Linked DNA regions of Sus scrofa: region 2 is linked to region 1. Evidence: chromatin contacts called from public Hi-C data. All regions are on one chromosome and are shown on one strand. The core of a region is the stretch at or near the end of the contact, and the rest is flanking DNA. Distances in the headings are between cores, read along the strand shown. Region 1 holds the start of MAD1L1 (mitotic spindle assembly checkpoint protein MAD1). Region 2 holds the start of SNX8 (sorting nexin-8).

Region 1 (5,444 bases), core at 1,136-3,635:
AGGATGGATTTGTTGATACGGTCCAGGGGCATCTTCTATTCAAGCGTGTCATTAGGTTTTAGTTAATCCAAAGGACCACCCAGAGAGAAGAATCCTCAGGGCGTGAAATGCAGTCGGAGGTGGAGTCAGGCCTGGGAGGTGGCTCTTCCTCTCTGGGCTTCGGCCCCCTCAGAGGTAGCGGGAAGGACCCCGCCCCCACGGGTGGTCGCAGGACGTGTGGAGAGCGGGAGAGGCCCCGGGCTGCGTGTTTGGCTCTTCCTCGGTCCTGCCTTCGTCTCTGTTCTGCTGTTTTGTTGCGGGGAGATGGCGGCGTAAGTCAGTGCACTCACCGTTTCTTCCTCAGACGCCACGGCTCCTGTTGGCTTTGTGCTCGGGGTCGATCTTCTTCACATCCTCCCCCTGGAAGGAGCCACTTTTCTGTGCCCTGCCGATGTGACCGACCCAAGAACCTTCCAGAGAATCCGGGACCTGCTCCCCGGTGGGAAAGCGGATGTGATTCTGAGTGACATGGCACCCAATGCCACTGGGATCCGGGGCCTGGACCATGATAGGCTCATCAGCCTGTGCCTGTCCCTGCTGGACATGGCCCCAGACGTCCTCCACCCCGGGGGGGCGTTCCTTTGTAAAATCTGGGCTGGCAGTCAGAGCCATCGGTTGCAGAAGAGACTGACAGAGGCATTCCAGAACACCAGGACTGTAAAACCCGCAGCCAGCAGGAAGGAGTCATCAGAGCTGTACCTCTTGGCCACACGGTACCAGGGAGGGAGGAGGGGAGCTCTGTGAAGGACCGGGTGTCTTCTCCTGTCCCTGGTTCCTCCTCACTGCAGATGCAGCCTGAGCTCTTCCCTGGCGTGGGGCTGGGGAGACCCGAGGTTGATCTGGGCTGCAGCAGGAAGGACACATGGGGGACCTTTTTTCCTAAGGGAGGGGCAAAGATAAAAAGATGAAAAGGCCTACTGGGGGGAGGACAGAAACAGTGGGAGGCAGAGAAACACACACAGACACCTTTACATAACGTTCTCCTCTCCTGCTGTGACTGAGCGTGTTACGGAGAAACAGGCTTCCATCCTCCCTCCAAGAACAGCCCGCAGTTTCCAGGTGGTATTTTGGCTACCCAGCGTAATGTGGACAAATGTGAAACTTCAGTCTGGGGATTTTTTCCCATCTCTCGGGTGAATGATCTGGAAATACATCCATTCTTGAAGCAGTGACGAGTTCCCAGGACAATCAGAGAAGACATTTGGTGTGAATTATGCATGGGGTGGCTGTGCTTTGCTTTTTCACTGGAAAATGTTGCTGTAATATTCCAGGCTCCAAAGACTTAAAGGTCGTTGCCAAAGCAAGCAGCGACATGGTGTGTTCCCTTACCTCCGTGCCCCTGTCCAGGGTTGTGATGCGACTCTGTAAGGTCGTATAGGCCGTAAGAGGAATGAATGTCTGTGTTTTTAAGTTTTTGTTTTTTGTTTTTTTTTAAATTGATTGGTTTCCTCAAAACCAGTTCCTGGAAATGCTATAAAATTGGGTTGTGATAATCGTACAACTATAATAAAATTCATTGAGTGATAAAAGTTATTTATTTATTTATTAAAGTTTTTTAAAAAGAGTATATTGATGGGAGTCCTGTGGTACAGCGGAAAGGAATCCGACTAGTACCCTTGAGGATTCGAGTTCGAATCTGGGTGGGGGATCCGGCGTTGCCCTGAGCTGTGGTGTAGGTCACAGATGCGGCTCAGATCCCGCAATGGCGTGGCTGTGGCCTAGGCCAGCTGCTGTAGCTCCTATTCGACTCGTAGCCTGGGGACTTCCATATGCTGCTGGTGGGGCCCTAAAAAAGCCCCCCCCCAAAAGAGTTTATTGACTGTAGCGATGATTAAATCCCAAGACTGCTTGGGGAGGGGAGAGGTAGCCAGGAATCTCCATCAGGGTCCTAGGGCTGAGTCCAGATCCCTGAAGGATGCTGCTGGCCAGACTCAAATTTTTCGTTTTGTTTTCGTTTGCAGTCGGCCAGTTAAGACCGGAGAGCCCTCCGTCCTGCCTTCACTATCACATTCTCCGCTTTCCCATCCAGTTCGTTCTGGCCACACTAACGTGTCTTTTATTCTCTGGAAGAAGGGAATTCGGTGCAGGCCCTCGGGCGCCTAGCTGGCGCGGGAGGCACGCTGCTGGACCCAGGTGGCCGTAATTCGAGGAGGGACAGGCTGACCACTGCTCCCTGGAGAACTGAGACCCAGACGAGGTCCCCGCGCCCCGACGGCTCCAGCTTAGAAGCGCAGCCTTTTGTGAGGACAGCTTAGTAGAATAGCATTTGGCCTTTTTTCAGAGGGCCTTGTGAAAAGTTAAAACGCATTAACTCAAGCAAATACCGTAGTGGTAAAACCGGGGAAAGGGAGTGCAGGGAAGTTTGGCTCTAAGAGGCCACCGTTGGACGGTGCTATTCCACACAATACGGCGCAAGGCAGCCGCCAAGTGGAAGCCGACACGCTGGAGGTGGGGGCACCACGAGAGTCCCGCGGGCGGGCCGGCTTTGGTTCCGAGTCCCCTCTTTGCGGCCTCTGCCGGGAGTAGGTAGCTCCGGGGACGGACGCGGAGTCCCCGTGACCTGCAGGCGCGCAGATCCGGAGCTCACGGCTGGTCCCGCCCAGGTCTCGCGAGAGCGCAGCCGCACGTCTCGCGATACGTGGGCGCGGGCGTAGAAGAGGGAGATCTGAGCGGCGGCGGCAGCAGCAGCAGCGGCGGCGCCCGGTGGGCTGAGGCGGTGAGGTGAGCGGCCGGGGTGCCCCGGCGGGCGCCGCGCTGCGCCAGGCTGAGCCGGCGCGGGGCGGGCGGGGGCGAGGCTGGGGTCCTTCCGAGGCTGGGCGGGCGGGCGTCCCCAGCGCGCCTCCTCCGAGAAGGGCCGCTGGGAATGGTCGGGGTCTCGAGCGCCGAGGGGGCGGCCTCGCGGCAGCGGGTCCCTCACCCGCCGAGGCTCGGGGGCCGGCGGCGCTCTCCCCGCTTCCCGCGCGTCCTCGCCGGGCGGCGTGGGACTTGCCGCTACTGCCTTTGACAGCCAGGGAAACGGTGGGAAGGGGCAAGCGCCCTGCCCAGGGTCCCACTGCCGGCGGCCCGTGGGAGGCGCGCTCGCGTGCGTTTCGTCGGTGGTGGAAGTTTGGCGAAGGCGCCCGGCAGCAGGTGGAGAACTGGCCGGCCGGCCGGCGAGAGCGCCCGCGGCGGTGTGAAGGGCCGCTGGGCGGTGGGGAGCCCTGTAATGTCTGTCCTTGGGCCAGCAGGGCGGGAGAGAGGCAGGGTGCCCGGGACTCTGAGCTCCGAGTCCGTGGTGAGGGCGCTGGAAGGTTTGGGTCGCTTGGATAAAGAGGGTGGAATTTGAGCTGCCGCCTCGTGGGGCAGCGGAGTTCGGGGCAGGTGAAAGCGGGTACGTTCTCTTCCTGCTGGGGTATTGCGGGCATCGGGTGTGAGAAGGGGGCGTGTTGGCCAGATTTACCATCACGGGAGGGGAAGAGTGGTCTAATCTTGGCAGATGGAGGACTGGCCTTCCAGAGCAGAGCCCCGTGCCTCGCTGCGCGGGCCTGCATCGCTCGCCAGGCGCGCAGCTCCGTGAGCGCCCCTCGCTGGTTTCTCGTCCCACCCATCTTCCACTTGTGGTTTGAAGGAGAGTGGTGAGGACAGCCGAGTTGTGCCGGGCGTGGAAACCACGGCCTCCGGAAGACAGGCTCTGGGTGCACAAGGCCAGGGTTCTCCTTAAACGGGAAATTCAGGAGCAAACCAGGTCTTCTTTTTCGGGGGGAAGGGGGCTCCAGCTGGGGGAAGGTGCGTTCCGTCTCATACTTAAGGGAAATCAGTGAGAGCTGGCTCTTTTCCTGAAGACGATGCACCTGTAGGAATTCACACCTCTTGGTGCTTCGCTGTGCCTGGGACACTGCCACACCTTCCGGCTGGTAGACAGCGTGGTGTGAGGCCATAATAAGCACAGATTTGGGGGCGCAGGTTCTTTGCTGCTGCTTGTCCTCAGACCTTCATACACTGGCCTGGGGAGTACACTCAGCCTTAGAGCCAGACAGACCAGGGTCCAATCTCAGTTCTGTAACCATTTATTTGTTCTTTTTAGGGCCACCCCTGTGGCAGAGGCATATGGATGTTCCCGGGCTGGAGGCCGAATCAGAGCCGCAGCTGCCAGCCTACGCCACAGCCACAGCAACGCCAGATCCGAGCCCCTTCTTTAACCTACACCACAGCACACGGCAACTCTGGATCCTTAACCCCGCCCTGATCAAGGCTGGGGCTTGAACCTGCATCCTCGTGGGCATTAGTCGGGTGGCTGAAGGTGGTCGAGACACCCATTAATGTCATTGCTAACCTGTAATTAGCATTGCGGGGGTGCCCTCCTGATTGCCACTGTCGTGTGCTTTTTATTTTTTGTCTTTGCAGGGCCGCTCCCGCAGCATATGGAGGTTCCCAGGTGAGGGGTCTCGTCGGAGCTGCAGCTCCGGCCCACAGCACAGCCACAGCAACGCAGGATCCAAGCTGCAGCTGTGACCTACACTGTTGCTCATGGCAGTGCTGGATCCTTAATTCACTGAGCGAGGCCGAGGTTGAACCTGTGTCCTCGTGGATTCTAGTCGGGTTTGTTACGTCTGAGCCACAGCAGGGACTCCTGTGTTCTTTGCTTCTCATTCCCAGAAGCTAGGCTTTCTGTCAGTGCTCATCTGGGAGGTGCCCAGCTGGACACCCTGACGGCTGGACACCCTGTCCTGAGGGCCGTCTGTCTTTCCAGCTGGTGTGCTCGTCAGCGCTCTGCCGGTCAGCAGCTTGCTGGCACGTTGTCTTTTTATGCCTCCGTTCTTCTCTGAGAAATTGGCAGCATGTACTCCCCCTTAACCTGGAAGACGGTGCTCACGGACCCTGGAATGTGTTAAGGGCTCTGAGAGCGCATCAGGGTGTGGGGCTCCCTGAAGGCGCCCCTGACTGGGCAGCTGCCAGAGCCGATGGTGCGTGGAAAGGCTCCCCGTGACCCGTCCCTTGTTTTCCTCCAGAGGGAGGTGGCCATGGAAGACCTGGGCGAAAACACCACCGTCCTCTCCACCCTGAGGTCCTTGAACAGCTTCATCTCTCAGCGAGTGGAGGGAGGGTCTGGACTGGACGTGTCCACCCCTGCGCAAGGTTCTCTGCAGATGCAGTACCAGCAGAGCATGCAGGTGAGTGGTCCGTGTCCGCTCGGGGCCTCTAGGCAAGGCCCCTGCCCCGGGTAGGACTGGTTCACGTTCCAGATGGTTCAGCCGAGTGGTCCGTGTCCGGCTCGGGGCCTCTAGGCAAGGCCCCTGCCCCGCGTAGGACTGGTTCACGTTCCTCATAGTCGAGGGGGTTGGTGTTTCGAAGCCTGGAGGCCAGCTGGCCACCTCCCAGTCTCCAGCATGGCTATTCATTGTTTTGGAGGCTAGCTAATGGCCATG
Region 2 (5,444 bases), core at 833-3,332, 60 kb before region 1:
CCAGTGGATCAGCTCTGCTTCCACAGCACCCCGTTTCCAGCCCCCGCTTCTCCGTGTGGCGTGGGAATCCCGCTGGTTCTGCTCCTCCATTCAGGTCCATCAGGATCTTGGGAAGCTGAGGATGCCTCCCGGTTTTCCCTGTGCTGTCCCTCACTCCCCTCCCACGTCACACAAAATTCCCCACCTGGCAAATGCGCAGGAAATGTTTGTGAGGCTAGAAGGACTTTCTGCTTAGAGCAGTGGTCTTCCACCTGGGCTGTACCTTGGAGTCCTCCAGGGAGCTTTTTGGGTTTTTTTTTGCTTTTTAAGGCTGCATGTGCGGCATGTGGAGGTTCCCAGGCTGGGGGTTGAATCAGAGCTGCAGCTGCTGGCCTGCACCACAGCCACAGCGACGAAGGATCTGAGCCGAGCCCGTGACCTACACCACAGGTCAAGGCAACGCTGGATTCTTAACCCACTGAACGGGGCCAGGAATCAAACCTGCATCCTCACGAATGAATACTAGTCAGGTTCGTTACCGCTGAGTCACGATGGGAACTCCTAGGGAGCTTTTTTAAAAAACAAACAAACAAATGAAAACCAAATTCAAGTCCAGGTCATTCCCTAGACCATTTAAACCAGAACTTCTGAGGGTGGGTTTCAGGCAGAGCTTGTTTGAATGCCCTCCTGGTGACTAGTGCAGCCCAGATCCAGGATCACTGAATGAAGGTGGTGTGACCACATGTCAGGGGGGTAAAGTAAAATGATACATTTAATATGCCGTTTTTCTCCAGTAATGTCTAATTTTATGCTTGTTTAATGCTTCAGTTTTCAAGGCGCAGTGAGTGTTTAGATATTTAACAAAGATCTTATAATCTGGGGGGGGGGTCAGAGATACGTAGCAAAGAATACCTGGAAATTAGGAGGGAGAAGAGGGGGAGGGAGAAGCGGGGAGAGACCAGGCCTTGGAGGGGAGAAATTGCTGAGGACATCATTTGATGCAAAAACAGCTTAAAGGAAGCCGATCTGGCGGAAGGAAAAGCATGGGATGGGGGAGGTGTCAGGCTCAGCCGTGTCCCTCTGTGGCTTCGGAAAGCAGCTATGTGCCCATCTGCGGAAGGGGATGGCACTTCCTCAGTTATGCTGGGAGCCAGCTTGTTGTTGGTACCAACTCCCAAAGATGTCCAGTAGCTATAGCAAGGAGAACGAACCCCCTGGGGAGACTGGGGTCCTTCCTAGGACCCTCCCAGGGGCTCTGGGCTCTTGGTTACTGTTCCCGGCTCCCCCCCTGAGCACTGAGAGGCATCCCAGTATTAGGGGATCCATCCAGGGTCCTTACTTGGTAAACAAGACGCTCCCTGATGGGGCCCTACCCACCGCTCCAGCTTCCTCTTCTGCCCCCACGCTTTCAGCTCCAGGAACACCACAGCGTGTGCCGCCGTGTGATGTCTCAGGGCCTTCGTGGATGCGGGGACCCACTCCCTCCTCCTGCTGAATTCCTCATTCCTCCAGCCTCGGGTCGGGCTCTAGTCATCCTGAGAGCCTTTACCCCGGCAGTGCCGCGGGAACCCTTTGGTGCGGCGCTCCTGCAGCCTTGTTTTGGTTTTGGCAGTCGGGACATTTGCTCCACTCTGGTGGCCCGTCTGTCCTCCAGATGGGGAAGTACCTAATGCAGCTTTGTATCCTCAGCACCCAGCACAGGGGCTGCCTGGCCTCCAGGCGGCAGTCGGGAGACTTGAGTAAGCGAGCGAGTGGGTGGAGGGGTAAATGAGCCAACGACTGAATGACAGGGTGGGTAAGTGAGCAAATGAATGAGCAGGCTCCTGAGTGGGCAGACGAACGAGGACGTGAGTAAGCGGATGAGCGGGGAGCGGGTGAATGAACGAGTGGATGGGTGCCTGAGAGAGGGCAGGTGGGGGCTGATGAGTGGGCGAGGGCGCCGGCAGAGAACGCGCGGGGAGCCGCGGCGGACGCGGGGCTGCGAGCGCGGGCCTGGACCGCGCCACCTGCCCTCCCCTCTGCAGCGTGGCTGGGGCGGGGCGAGACGGGGCGGGGCCAGGGCGGGGATGGGCGTGGCGGCCCGGAGTGGGCGTGGCGAGGCCGGGCAGCGGCCGGGCAGGCGTGGAGGAAGTCACGTGGCGCGCGCTCACATGACTGGCGGCGCGATGGACCCGCTGCCCGCGGCGCCAGTCGCTGCAGCACCTGAGGCGGAGGCGGACGAAGAGGCGGACCCGCCGGTAGCAGGTACGGCGGGCGCCCAGCAGGCCGGGCGCGGCTTGGGCCCGAGACCCCTCGGCCTTCGGTTTTCTTTCTGCCCCCCGACGCCGCGCGCCCCGCCGGGTCCCCCTCCCACTCCCGCGTCCACGCCCAGGAGGGCGCGTGGCTCCGCGGCCCAGCGCGCGCGTTTGCACCTCGCCGCGCGCTTCTGCCCGCGTCTCCCCGGGGCTGCCCCGGTCCCTGGGGGCCCCGAGGCCAGGCCTCCGCGCGCTTCCTGCGTGCCGGCCTGCCCACCGCGTGGGGCGCCGTCCCTGGACCTGTCCGGCCTTGGCAAGTACTCTGGTCGCCCGGGACTTGGGCGTTTTCACCCGTCAGCCCGCTGTATTTCTCCCTAAGTGCTTTTTCTGATGGATCAGCGTGAACACGAAGAAGCATGCGTGAGGCTTGGCTTTTCTAGGATCTTCCTGTGTAAATGGTCCCCCCTCACCTCTCTAACTGGAGAGTAGATGTAGGTGGGTGTTGGTCTGAGTTACTGCTGCTGCTTGGTGGTGGTGGTGGGCACAAGGTCGGCGACTCTGCCTGGAGAGTCTGGAAAGGTGTCCTTGCGGTGGCTGTGCTTCCGATGCGTTCTGGAGGGCTCTGAGAGTTGATTCATTAGGGAGAAGAGGAGGCAGGAGTGGAGTGAAGCCGCTGCGGGTAGGGGCGAGGGGGTGGGCAGTGCATTGCGTTGGCCTAATTGACGGGAAAGACCCTGGGTGAGTCTGCATGTAAACAGCCCCCCCCTCCGCCATTGGTCTGTAGTTGTATTTCCTTTGACTGGAAGCTGCGTAAGGGAAGCATGTGATGGCTGTTGCTCCTGGTTAGAACATTGTGTTCCTGAGGGCACAGGTTGGCCCAGCGTTCACCCACCCATACCAGGGCCCCTGACTGGACTCCTTGGCGGGGTCACACTTGGACCTGCGGGGCAGTGTGTGGGTAGGAATGCTTTTTCCTCTGAGGACTGTAAAACAATTTAGAGTTGCTGGATGTGGTGGCGGCTCAGGTCTCTTTGCAGGAACGGGGCTGGCTGGCACTGAATGATTTCTGCCTGCTGGCCTTCCCTGGGGCTGTGGTGGTGGTATTCGGTGTTCTGCTACCATCAGGGTAGCGCTTCTCAGTTTACTGAGTGCTTTCCTATAGCTGACTGCGTCTCAAAGTGTGGTTCATGGACCTTCGAGATGTACGTAGCCTCTCGTTTTGTTCTGTTCATATCCTTATGGTCATCCTGTGAGGCAGGTGAAATGGTAGACCAAAACTCAGATTTTCTTTTTTCGCTTTTTACATTGGGAAAACTAAACCCAGAGGCAAGTGACTTGCCCAGAGTGGGCAATGTGGAGTTCCTGTTGTGGCTCAGTGGTCATGAACCCGACTAGAATCCATGAAGATGTGGGTTCCCTCCCTGGCCTTGCTCAGTGGTTAAGGATCTGGTGTTGCCGTGAGCTGTGGTGTAGGCCAGCAGCTGCAGCTCCGATTGGACCCCTAGCCTGGGATCTTACATATGCCACAGGTGCAGCCCTAAAAAGACCAAACAAACAAAAAAACCCAAAGTGGGCAATGCTTAGGGGGTATGATGTCTTATTGGGGATGGTGGTTGGATGGGCTGGAGTCAGAAAATCTAAGCCTTTCAGGAGTTCCCTGTGGTGCAGCAGGTTAAGGATCCAACATTGTCACTGCAGCAGCTCAGGTTGCCTCTGTGACGCAGATTTGATTCCTGGCCTGGCAATGTCCACATGCCGCAGGTGCGGCCAAAAAAAGGAAAAAAAAAAATCTAAGCCTTTGAGAGTGAATTTTATACAAAGATGTTATGTGTATCTCATGGTTTAGCAAAGGTTGATTCTGGCTGTTGAGAAGTTGTGGCTTATGGGTATACAACGAATTTCCTTTTCTCTGCTGTTGTCCAAATACTACCATTAGTATTAATTGTTGGAGTTTCCATCGTGGTGCAGCAGAAACAAATCTGACTAGGAACATGAGGTTTTGGGTTCAATCCCTGGCCTCGCTCTGTGGGTTAAGGATCCGGCGTGGCCGAGAGCTGTGGTGTAGGTTGCAGATGCGGCTTGGATCCCACGTTGCTGTGGCTCTGGCGTACGCTGGTGGCTACAGCTCCGATTCAACCCCTAGCCTGGGAACCTCCATATGCCGCAGGTGCAGCCCTAAGAAGACAAGAAAAAAAAGTATTAATTGTGGGGACTGTGGGGTCTATGTCTTTGTAATACCTTTAGGATTGTCGGGGGCGGGGGAATTGTGTGCACTGTGGTTTGCAGCCTTGTTACATTTTAACATTGCAGTCTTGTTACATTTTAATTCCTTGAAGCTTAAGCTGTGAGTGATAACTCCCTTCCTAAAAATTTAACTCTCAGTTATGGGGAACATGGACAAACACATTCTCTTCAGAACATACAGAACCTTCTGAAGTCTCCACCCGTTTGCCGTCACCCCCACTTAACCCGTTTGGGGCGGATCCTCTCTGGTTCTATGTTTTGTACGTGCGTGTGCTCAGGCATCCTACACCTGAGGCACGCGTGTCGCGGTTTCCCTGGGTGATGTTTTGGTTTCTACTGCTGCTGTAACAAAGTCACAAACCTGGCGGCCTAAACAGCAAAAGTTGGCCATTTTACAGTTCTGGAGGTCAGTAGTCCAAAGCAGGGTTCCCTGGGCTAAACCCAGGTGTGGGCAGGGCTGCGCTCCCTCCGGAGGCCCCGAGGGAGGAGCTGCTTGCTGGCCGTATCCAGCCCAGGGTGCCTCCCACATTCCTCGCCTGATCCCCCCCTGCGCCTGCCCCTGTGGCCTTGCCTTTCCTGTGCTGTCCACTCGCTGAGTCTCTTTCTCTTGTCCTCTTGCTCTACTTTTAAGGCCCCTTGGGATTACATTGGGCCCACCAGGCAGTCCATCTCCTTGCCCTTTTCTTTTTGTCTTTTTAAGGCCTCCCTCGCAGCATATGGACATTCCCAGGCTAGGGGTCAAATTCGAGCGGTAGCTGCCGGCCTAGGCTGCAGTCACACTGGATCTGAGCCATGTCTGCAACCTACACCACAGCTCACGGCCGCGCCGGATCCTTAACCCACTGAGCAAGGCCAGGAAGGGCACTCACATCCTCACAGACACTGCATTGGGTTCTTAACCCATTGAGCCACAACAGGAACTCCCCTACGGTCAGCTGGTGAGCAACCTGAATTTCACCTGCGTTTAATTCTCCTTTGCTGTGTGAC

What was found. A called contact is a pair of places that touch in the nucleus more often than the background predicts.
Region 2: a contact with region 1 is called in a Hi-C map of alveolar macrophages, with 2.2 times the contacts expected there. The contact joins the promoter of SNX8 here to the promoter of MAD1L1 in region 1. A contact is called at or near these places in 1 of 5 promoter capture datasets (liver), 12 of 47 Hi-C or Micro-C datasets (alveolar macrophages, blood, embryonic fibroblasts and 4 more) and 1 of 2 datasets of contacts at active chromatin or transcription factors (alveolar macrophages).

What each region holds. Positions count from the first base shown.
Region 1 is chr3:1,556,287-1,561,730 of Sscrofa11.1, reverse strand. It overlaps MAD1L1 (mitotic spindle assembly checkpoint protein MAD1), which reads left to right and starts at 2,385. Exons shown (of 18, transcript XM_021085975.1): 1 at 2,385-2,760; 2 at 5,028-5,189. The coding sequence starts at 5,040. It overlaps MRM2 (FtsJ RNA methyltransferase homolog 2 (E. coli)), which reads left to right. Exons shown (of 3, transcript NM_001184754.1): 3 at 344-1,568. The coding sequence ends at 783.
Region 2 is chr3:1,615,629-1,621,072 of Sscrofa11.1, reverse strand. It overlaps SNX8 (sorting nexin-8), which reads left to right and starts at 2,082. Exons shown (of 11, transcript XM_021085985.1): 1 at 2,082-2,223. The coding sequence starts at 2,130.